Regions from separate parts of the Mus musculus genome. Here region 1 is linked to region 2. The links are chromatin contacts, called in public HiChIP or PLAC-seq maps. All regions are on one chromosome and are shown on one strand. Each heading gives the region's core, a stretch centred on a gene start, on an enhancer-like site or on the middle of the called end of the contact. The rest is flanking DNA. Distances are from core to core; before and after follow the strand shown.

Region 1 (4,851 bases), core at 2,326-4,825, 120 kb after region 2:
AATATTTAAACTTAAGACCCGGGTATGAGCTTTCAATAGCTAAGTCCTCACGCACCAATGCTCTGACCCTTTTCAGTCATAGGCTCTTAGAGACTCCAGGGAGTACAAAGAAAGAGGACCATTGGCACTGCCATTGTCTAGGGTCCCCAGTGAGTTCTGGATACACAGACAGGAGCTAAGATGAAGGCCCCTGGGTTGCACCTTCTCATAGGCAGACTAGAAAACACACAAATTACCCTTAGCCCCCACCCCTTTTAGAAACCCTCAGGCTCTTTGACTTGGCCTCTGTTGCCTGCCTTTGGATCTCTTTCCCCTAGCTGGGCTGCCTGGTCTGGCCTCAGTGGGAGAGGATGTGCCAGGACAGGTTGGGGGTGGGGGGAGAAGTCCCCTTCTCCTCAGTGAAGGAGAAGAGAGAATGGATGAAAGGTATGGAAGGGAGGGACTGGGGAGGGCTGAAATTGAGATGTAAAATGAACACATAAATAATGAAAAAAAAATGGTTCTCAGGCACCCATGGTGAGGTGGGAAGGACACATGGGGCAAATTTTAGTTAGACTAGGACAGCCTTGGTGGCAGGTATGCTTGGGAGCAAATGTTTAGTCAGGAGGCACATTGCAGGGGACAGCAGGCTCGGGTACCAGATGGGCATGGGACAGGACAGGAAGAGACACTGCCTGTCTGGGCCGATTAATGAGCAGCTGATTAACAGGACACTGGAAAGGATGTGGGAATGGGATGAAAAGACCCTAGTACCCAGGGTGTTTTGCAAGGGAGAGTCATGGGGACTCGGTGCTGAGGGAAAGGATTTGAGTCTTGAGGCCTTACGGTGCTCTCTGGAGCTGGGCTGTAGAGGACTAGAAAGAAAGCAAGTCTGTGCAAAATAACTGCCTCGCCCCTCACCCCTGGCTCCCCCCACCCTGCCCCCCGCATCCATGACAACATCAGTGCACACCTGACTTATGATGGAGTCCTGTTTATTTGAGGATCATAAACAGTGGAACTAGAAGTGAGAAAAACAAGACATCAACCAGTTCCCCTGGCAAGGGCCAGCTCCGGCGCAGGCTGTGTCTGTCCAGGTGACGAGGCTGAGCCAGCAGCCTGCATCAGTGCTTTTTCCCAGGAGAAGTGGGGTGTGATGAAAACCCAGGGTTCAGTGACTCGTCTAATAGGGGAGGCTCGAAAGTCAACTTGGCGCTGGGTCCCTCAGCAACAGGTGAAAAGGATCGAGGGTTCACAGAACACTTAGTCAAGAGCACTCCCACCTGCTGTGACCCAGTCTGGGTAGTGTCACATTCTGGTAAGCAGCCAGTGTCCTCTGGTCATCACAAAGGCTCCAGGTATTCCAGAACCATCTGTGACCAGGTCCTCTGCCCAGCGAATGTCCACCTCCCTGGCCCAGTTGTCTCTGAGGTGCCTTTGAGGAGTGGACCGCCAGAGAGGCAGCCAAGGTACACGTGCGTGCTCCTCGGGGCAGCTCTGTTGAGTGACATTAGCCCCAGATCCCTACACATACTGCTTCTTGGATGCAGAGCTGTTGGGGCGGCTAGGGGACTTTCGGCCACCCTGGGGAGCTGTGTTTACAAATGGGGGAGGTCTGGAAGAGGTCAGTCTCTCCTCTGTGGTCAAGTTGGCCCAGTTCTGCTCAGTGGATGAGAGCCCGTTGTAGGTGGGACACGGTGGGGAAGAGGGTCCCTCGCCCATGGGGAGGTAGAAGAAAACCTGTTCAGGGTAAGGGTCTGAGGCACTGCCCTGGGCCGGGCGGGCGTCGTGGTCCCTTCGTGCCTTTATCTCCCGGCTGACACACCGACACAGCAGGTGAACCAGCTCCAGCAGGTTGAGCACCAGGGAGATGACTCCTACCACCAGCATGAAGATGATGAAGATAGTCTTCTCAGTGGGTCGAGAGACATAGCAGTCCACGATGTGGGGGCAGGGCGCACGCTGGCACACAAACACCGGCTCCATGGTCCAGCCATAGAGGCGCCACTGGCCATAGAGGAAGCCTGCCTCCAGCACACTCTTACACAGCACGCTGACCACATAGGTACCCATGAGCGCCCCACGAATCCGAAGACGACCGTCCTCTGCCACCGAGATCTTGGCCATCTGATGTTCGATGGCAGCCAGTGCCCGCTCTACATGTAGGTCCTTGGATGGCAGCGCCCGGAGCTCTCCCTCTTTCTGCCGCAACCGCTCTTCCCGCCGAGACAGGTAGATGACGTGGCCCAGGTAGATCAGGGTGGGTGTGCTGACGAAGAGGAACTGCAGCACCCAGTATCGGATGTGGGAGATGGGGAAGGCCTGGTCATAGCAGACGTTGGTGCAGCCCGGCTGGGCTGTGTTACACTCAAAATCAGACTGCTCGTCGCCCCACACCGACTCGCCAGCCAGCCCCAGGATGAGGATGCGGAAGATGAAGAGCACCGTTAACCAGATCTTGCCCACCACGGTCGAGTGTTCCTGGACCTGGTCTAGCAACTTCTCCAGGAAGCCCCAGTCGCCCATGTTTCCAGGGCCTCTCTCTGCAGGGAGACAAGGGTCAGAGGGCCATCAGCAGGGCAGCACAAAGCCTTTCTCAGCTCCCCCACTAGACATATGTCCATGGGATGTAAGCCCTTGGGAGGTCCGCCTGTGCTAGGGTCCCAATCTAACCACACATTGTGCTTTCTTTCACAGGCCAGTGCCCCAGGGTGACCACAACCCGAAGACATGTGGATTGAATAGAGGTTCCTATGGAAACAGAACAGTTGAGGAACTTATCCAAGGTCACACACAGTTGTGCCATGCCCTTCCTCCCTTTTGTTCAAGGCTGGCAACCCCCAAGAGAGCAGGGGTGGGGAGAGATGGTTATTAGGGGTCCCGTTCCCATCTTCCATGCCTCATTAAAAATGTTGAGGGCCTCATTTGAATCTTTGCACTTGCCGGTGGGGCTGGGAGTGAGGGAAGATGGGGTGAGGGACTCAGAAGCCCAGGGCATTTGGTCCACCTGTCTACCAAAAGGACCACCTGCGATTTTAGTGAATACACCTGAGCCTGTCCTAGCTCACTTCCCTCCAAAGCTGTTGCAGCCATTCTAGATAGAGCCTTGCAAGGAATGGCCATAGCTGGGTGAAGGTTCCAACGTTCCCAGAACATCTCATGGTGTGTGTGAAAACGTGGTGATGTGTGGTGTGGGTGCTGTTCCAGAAGTAAAGCAGGTACTACCAGACCTACATTCAAATACTGCTTTCTTCTCACCACCTGGGGATTTGGATTAGTAATCTTCCCGGCGCCCTCGGTCTCTCCTTAAGGGTTCATTGAAAAAAAAAGGGAAGGGAGCTAAACACAAGAGGCTGGTTAAAGGCAGGCTAGGTGAGTGCCGCTGGTGGCTTCAGTCGCGTCTGGCGCCCCGGGGGGCAAGCAAGCCTCAGCCCTCCCGCAGTGGAGTGAACCGTTTCCCCTGCCCCCCGAACTCACCGCCTGCTTGCCCGGCTGGCCCAGGTAGAGGGGACGACCGTGGCCGAAGCTGCGCCTGCGGGAATCCTGCAGGACCGCGCCTCCCGCAGGACGCCTTAAATAGCGCGCAGCTGCGGGTTTAGGGCAGGAAACGCCAGCCAGAGGGCTCTGGGGAGCAGGGAGGCGGGGCCTGGGAGGGACAGACTCCCAGGACCCGCCCAGATTGTGCTTCTTTGGTTGCGAGAGATGGAAGCTGTCTTGTTTCTCTGCTCTGACGCCCTCCGGTATCCCAGACTGCACTCCCCCCCCAGGTCCAGTGCCCTCCCTAGGTCCGCAGCAGGATGTGAAGGCGATTTTTTTTTTAAGCGAGAGGAGCTGGCAGATCTGGCACCTGGTCCGGAGGCTGTAAGGAGTGGGTGGGGTAAGAAGGGAGACTCATCCGTGTGCCCAGCTTCTGAGGCCACTGGACCCACATTGGAGAGGGGTGAGAATTCTCCCTTTCTAGAATCTGGTTGATCTAGGGGTCTCTACTTCACCAATCCTGGGCAGGCTATACCATCAAAAGTCACTTAGGAACGCTCTAGGGTCCTTTGATCTGAGAGTGGAAGTGGAGGGAAGCTCCTGTCCTTTAGCTGGGTTCCAGTCGATGCCTCTAAAAGAGAGGAAAGATCTTCCTGGGGAATTTGGAAGCAGGCAGAGCCCTGCTTCACTGTGAACGAAGAGTGTGGGATTAAGAATCCGCCTGCAGCTGGGAAAGCCACAATAAGCCTGCCAGGCCTGGTTTCCTACCCTCCTTACTAGATGCAGAAATTGAGCAGGGTAAGCCCCGTGGGTAACAGTAAAAGTGTAAAGGTGGGATCCAGGGCATCACGGGGTGTGGTTAGGGGTTGAGAAAGCCAGGCGGTGCAGAACAGCATCACTACCTTGGAGCCACCAGGTTTGGTTTCTTGTGCTAACGCCCAGAAGAGGCTGGGGGACCCAACCATGAGGCTTGTCAGAGCAACGAGGGTCAATCTTACCCTCCTCTGCCCTGACCCTACCGAATAGTGATGGAAGGATACCTGCTTCGGAGGGCCTGCCAAAGCCCCCAGTGTGCTGTATTGGTTCTAAAGGTTTGAGCGAGGACCTGAAGTCACTGAGATGTAAACCCTGAGCTTGGGAGGCTGAAGGAGGCAGAGCAAGAGTTTCAGGCCAACCTGGGATACATGGTGGGAACCTGTCTAAGCAAACAACCAACTCCACAAAACACAAATACACAGGCATGGTGGTACAGGCAGCCTGTAATCCTAGTTCTGTGGAAAGATGAGGCTGAGGAATTAAAATGTCAATGGTATGGGGCTGGGGTGTAAATATTGGTTGAGTGCTTGTTCAGTACTCACAGAGCCTTAGGTTCTAGCTAGCCCTGGTGGCACATAA
Region 2 (5,167 bases), core at 906-3,405:
GGGAGAGTGTGGGGAGAGGATGGTGGGAAAGCAGAAAGGACCAGGTGTGTGGCTCGGGCTGACCAGCTTAAAATGCTAACCCAAGGATACCGGGGAAGAAAGCAGAGAAGCGGTATGGTCACATCTGCATCGCCAAGTGATAATTTGGGTCACCAGAATGGGGAGACAAGTTAGGAGCCTCCTGCATATGCCCCAGCAGAAGGTGATGTTTGGGGTGCAGCTGGATTCAGTAGCACCACTTTCTGTCGCAAGTGCAGAAAATCTGGCCAACAGGGGTTTAAAATAGAGTTTGTTCCTCATCATAGATAGGCCTGGAGAAAGGCAACCGCTTGTGTTGGTTCTGTGGCTCGATGGTGTCAGGACTAACATCTCTGTGACTTTCTAAGCCTCTCTCTCAAGCTGGGTACCCTGGATCTGGTCATCATTGTTTTATTCCAGCCAGAAAGCATGGGGGAAGGGAGGATGGGCACCCGTAAGCCCCACCCCTTGTCATGAAAGCAGACTTTCCCCCAGGAACCTCATATTTTCATGTATAAATCATTAGCCACAATGGAATGGCATGGCTTCATCACAAGGGAGGCTGGGAAGAAGGGAAAGGGGTTTGGGAATCATTCTCCGATCCTCCGCCAGCAGTGATTGGTGGGCATGGGACTCAGTGGGCACGGCTATTTTTAGGAAGCAAGATCCATAGGAAGGGGTGATGGATTGGGCGACGAGCTCTCTCCTTGATTGGTTCTCCCTCCCATTCACTGTATTTAGCGATGAGATGGGGGCAGAGGGAGAGGCATGGGATCTGAGGCATACGAGTTCATAATTAAACCTTTCCTTTAAAACCGGGTGTAGTGACAAACAAATGCAGTCCTAGCACTCTGGAGGTGGAGGCAGGAGGATCAGAAATTCAAGGTCATTTTTGGCTGTGTAAGGAATTCAGAGCTGGCTTGGGCTACATGAGAGCAATTTTTTTGTTTTGTCTTGTTTTTCGAATTCAGGAATAGAATATCTCCCTCCTTCAGTAACTTGTATTTAGTTATATTGTTTGCTGTTTGTATGTTGAAGATCCTAGGCACCCAAATAAAGGCTTCTGGTGGATTTGCTTGAACACCTGTAATCCCAACACTCAAGCGGCGGGGGGGAGGAAGCCTTCAGTTGGGCTGCATAGGGAGATCCTTCCTCAACTTAAAGAAAAAAAGAAAAAAGTATGGACTGGAGCGATGGTTCAGTGGTGAAGAACCAGTAGTGCTCTTGCTGGGCACTTCTGAGTACTCAAACCTCAGAAGACTCAGAGGCCTCTGGTCTCTGTGGCCGGCAATACTCACATCCAAATACCCCACATAGACACACAATCTGTATATAATCGAAAATAACACATCTTTTAAAAATAATAATAAAATGCCCCCAAATAACGGTGTGATGTTAGAGATTACATTGTGTAATCTTTGGGAATTTTAAACATTTTTTTTTTGGTTTGTCTTTTGAGATTGAGTTTCCCTGTGTAGCCCTGACTGTCCTGGAACTCACTCTGTAGACCAGGCTGGCTTTGAACTCAGAGATCTGTCTGCTTCTGCCTCCCAAGTGCTGGGATTTAATGGGTGCACCACCACCACAACCACACGGTGGGATTGTAAGCTTCAAATTTAATTTTATTATTTGCTTAAGTGTGAATGCTTTCCTGGGGGTGTGCACGCATGTCATGAGGCATAGGGGGGGGGTCAAAGGTCAACCTTTGGGACTCTCTTCTCTCCTCCTCCTTGGTGGGCTTTGGGGAGCCAACTCAGATTGTCAGGCTTGGCTGCAAGCGCTTCCCCTGCCCACCACTGAGCCATCTCCTTGGCCTCTACTTCCTAGGGTTTTAAAATGGTTTCATAGGTATTGTGTCATTTCTGTTCACTAATGTCCTGGATGGTATGTGGACAGGTATATTAAACTTGGAAGATCACCCCATTTGTCTGACACCATAGACCTGGTTTTGGGACAGTGTTTTGTTCTTAGACAGTTCTTCCTGTAGGGAATGGGTGCTAGTGGTCTATCTGACGAGCTCCCGTCTGAGACCAAAGCTAAGGGAACATGGATTGGTGAGAACGAGAGAGAATCAAGTTTAATCAGAGCTTGATGATGAGCTGGGTGGGGCGGTTCACACCTATAAACCCAGTACTTGGGAAGTGGATACAGAAAGGTCAGGAGTTCAAGGTCACCCTGGGTTATAGAAGGAGTCCTAGGCCAGCCTAGAAGTCAAGAAACCTTTCTCCAAAAGCAAAGCCAAGAGGGTGGGAGAGACAGACTCAGTACCTAAGAGCACTTGCTAGGATCTGGGTGTCTCCCAGCATCCGTGTTGTGGCTCATAACGATTTCCAGTTCCAAGTGATTGGACACCTTCCTCTGACCTCAGCAGGCACCAGGCACACATGTGATGCATGTACATGCATGATGGGAAAACACCGATACATAAAACGTACAAACACATACATCTTAAGAAGAAAGAAAAAAAAAAAAACAAAGCAAAACAAAACATTCCAATGGCAACTCAGCAGCTTGGTGGCAGCCGCTGTAGGAAGCCGGTGGCAGGAAACACCTTTAGACTGGGACATCCCTGTTAGGTAGTTCAGTATGAGGTTCCAGTTTGATATGTGCCCCTTTTGTCTGTGACTGTGTCACAGACAAAGCTCCGGGTTAATCAAAGCCTCGTCTCAGATGGGGGATGCTTCTGGGTGGTTTTCCACAGGAGCCCAAGCTTCTTGGTCTGAACTTCCCTCTCTCATCCTAGCAAAAGGACAATAAAGGAAAATTGCCATAGAGCCAGGCTCTTGGTATCAGTAATGTCACCCCAGTGTCTCTCTAGGCAAGATAACAAATAGCTCCTTTGGTCCGGGCCCTGGATCTGGGAGCAGTTTATATCTGAACCTTTCCTCTATAGACTCTTATGGACTTCTACCATCCTTTCCATTGTGTCACATTCCTCAGGGTCAGGAAGTTCTTCCTGATGTCTGACTGTGTCTCTTTCACTATTATTAATCATGCCCCCAAATCGAGCTCTTCCCTCTGACATCCCCGTCTCTAATAATGGCATCATTAGTCTTCCAGTCACGGCTACTGAAAACTTGAGAGTCATCTTCCTCTCTGACTCCCCATCTTCCAGTATTTGCCAAACCCTCACCAGCTTCTGGAACATTCCAAGCCCAACCCTCAGAATTTGGTATTTGCATTTTTTTTTGTCTGCCTTGTACCCACTGTTTTCTCCACTGGGAATTTATCCCACACCCAACCTTTGTCTACCCATATTGTACTTCAAATGCCCTCGTCTCTGGGAAGCCTTCCTTCTTTCTTCTCTACTGACTCTGCTCTAGCTGTTAATCCAAGCCAGACTAATATTTTGTCACCTCTCCTGCACAGCCACTTCCTCACCCACAGGGAACAGTGACTTAGGACTGGCTCAAGTCAGAGATGACTGGAACCTAATTTTTTTTTCACCTTACTGGAGACTGGTAGTAGGAGAGATGGAGACCAAAGCAAGCAATTTCTATCCAGTGTGCTTGCTGCTTCTTGTGGGGTACCTGGAGTGTCATAAAAGCCCAGTGAGAGGCGTAATCCAGAATAAAGAGTACAAGAAGTCTCCACGGGAAGTTGAGGCTTCTTAAGAGTAAGTGTTAGCCAGGAGGAGAGCTCGAGAGAAGAGAGGACCAAGGAGGAAGGAACAGCTTGCGCCAGAATATAAGGACCTGATAATTCTGTCCCTTGAGTTCCTCCTGTTAGACTACAGACCCTTCAAGGATAGGGGCCACACCCAAATGACCTCAGTACGCTTCTCCTTCAATCTGCCTTGCGGTGGGCACTCAACAAATGTCTGTGGAGCGCAGCCATATTTAAGGGCAATGAAAAAAAACGCTGTAGCTGAGCATCATGGACAGATCACACAGACACCTGCAGTTGGAGGTAGTCCAACCTATGAGCGAATTTGCATACATTTGCATAATGAAGCCAACTTCATTTCCCTGAGGGTCTGAAGCCTCTGCATCGTGGGGGATCCAACCAGTCCTGGTTTGGGGGGCTGGGAAAGAGAATCACCAGGGCAGAGATCTGTCCTGAGGACTCCGGGAGGAGTGCCCTTCCTTGGCTCACCCCCTCTTTCTTTCCTGTCAGGAGCCAGTGGTCCTGCGCCTGCTGAAGTTAGGATTCTGCCTGGTGGTGGGGATCCTGACATCAAGGATGGGACACCCCGGATGGTGAGTGTTAGAAGATTTGCGAGATGGGGGTTATACTTGGGTTCTTGAACCCAAATACTTGATGCACAGAGACTCACCCATTTACTGGCTTTTCCATCTCTCCATTTTGAGCTCCATTTTCTCACGGTAAGTGGGGATAATGTCTACACGACAGGATTTTCAGTCAGCTTAGAGACTAAGATGTGCACCATAGCCAGCACACCGCTAATGTGAGGAAAATAGTAGGAGATGAGTTTCCAGCAGGATCTGGAAGAGGCCAGAGACAGAATGGGTGCGGGGAAGCCATGTGGGGAGGAAAGGAGGTTGAGTCTTAGGAGGTACCGCTGTCTGGAGTCTTTGAGACTGTCATCTCCTAGTCAGCAGATGGCCCAGGAGCTGGTCTAGGGTGGGGGAGGGCTCCGTCTGCCAGATCCTCTGTCCCTGTCCCTCCTGCTGTCACCTCCTCCTGCCATAGCTCCTGTCCTGGCAGCTCCTGGAGTCCTGATTGGAGGCAACTCTTGCTGAGAGCTGACCTCTCTTGTCCTGTCGCCTCGGCAAGCCTGGGATGAGGGCCAGGGACACTGGTTCAACAATGGTTTCTCTACTGGCTTCCAGCCTTACCGGCCCACTGTTCCTGGGAGGAAGAACTCTCGGGTTCCACGTAGTCCAGTGGTCAAATGTTGCCTGGTCTAGCCAGCCTTCTCTGGAATCTTTTCTCCCTACCCTCCCTCCGTCCCCAGATGCCATCTCATGGAGAGTGTGGCAAAGGAAAATAGGCAAGGGGAGGGGGAAGGGACTCCAGTGGTTAGTATCTGGAAGCCAGCCAAGGTAGGAGAAGCCAACTCAGGTTTTCCTGCCTTTGGCATTCCCCGAGAGGGGCGAAGGGGAGGAGCCTGCAGTCAGAAGCAAGGAGGTAGACATGGAAGGAAGAGAGGTTTTATGGAGTGGCATGGAGATGTAGACCTGAAGTC

The links. HiChIP or PLAC-seq counts read pairs in DNA pulled down with a chosen protein or histone mark.
Region 1: an H3K27ac HiChIP or PLAC-seq map of embryonic stem cells shows a contact between it and region 2, with 5 read pairs. The contact joins the promoter of Gja4 here to the enhancer-like site in region 2. A contact is called at or near these places in 1 of 39 promoter capture datasets (embryonic stem cells), 1 of 484 Hi-C or Micro-C datasets (embryonic stem cells), 4 of 115 datasets of contacts at active chromatin or transcription factors (embryonic stem cells and stem cell-derived neural progenitor cells) and 4 of 9 other capture datasets (adipose tissue, embryonic stem cells, liver and 1 more).

The regions. Positions count from the first base shown.
Region 1 is chr4:127,310,464-127,315,314 of GRCm38.p6, forward strand. It overlaps Gja4 (gap junction protein, alpha 4), which reads right to left and starts at 3,576. Exons shown (of 2, transcript NM_008120.3): 1 at 3,457-3,576; 2 at 957-2,522. The coding sequence starts at 2,505. The coding sequence ends at 1,504.
Region 2 is chr4:127,188,941-127,194,107 of GRCm38.p6, forward strand. It overlaps Dlgap3 (DLG associated protein 3), which reads left to right. Exons shown (of 12, transcript NM_198618.5): 2 at 4,135-4,217. Among named protein-coding and RNA genes, the nearest start is that of Dlgap3, 22 kb to the left of the region's middle. Within about 2 kb of position 2,156, at least 4 of the 459 cell types and tissues checked have an H3K27ac peak or open chromatin away from gene starts, as enhancers often do. A contact at or near this core is called in embryonic stem cells, where this site is marked.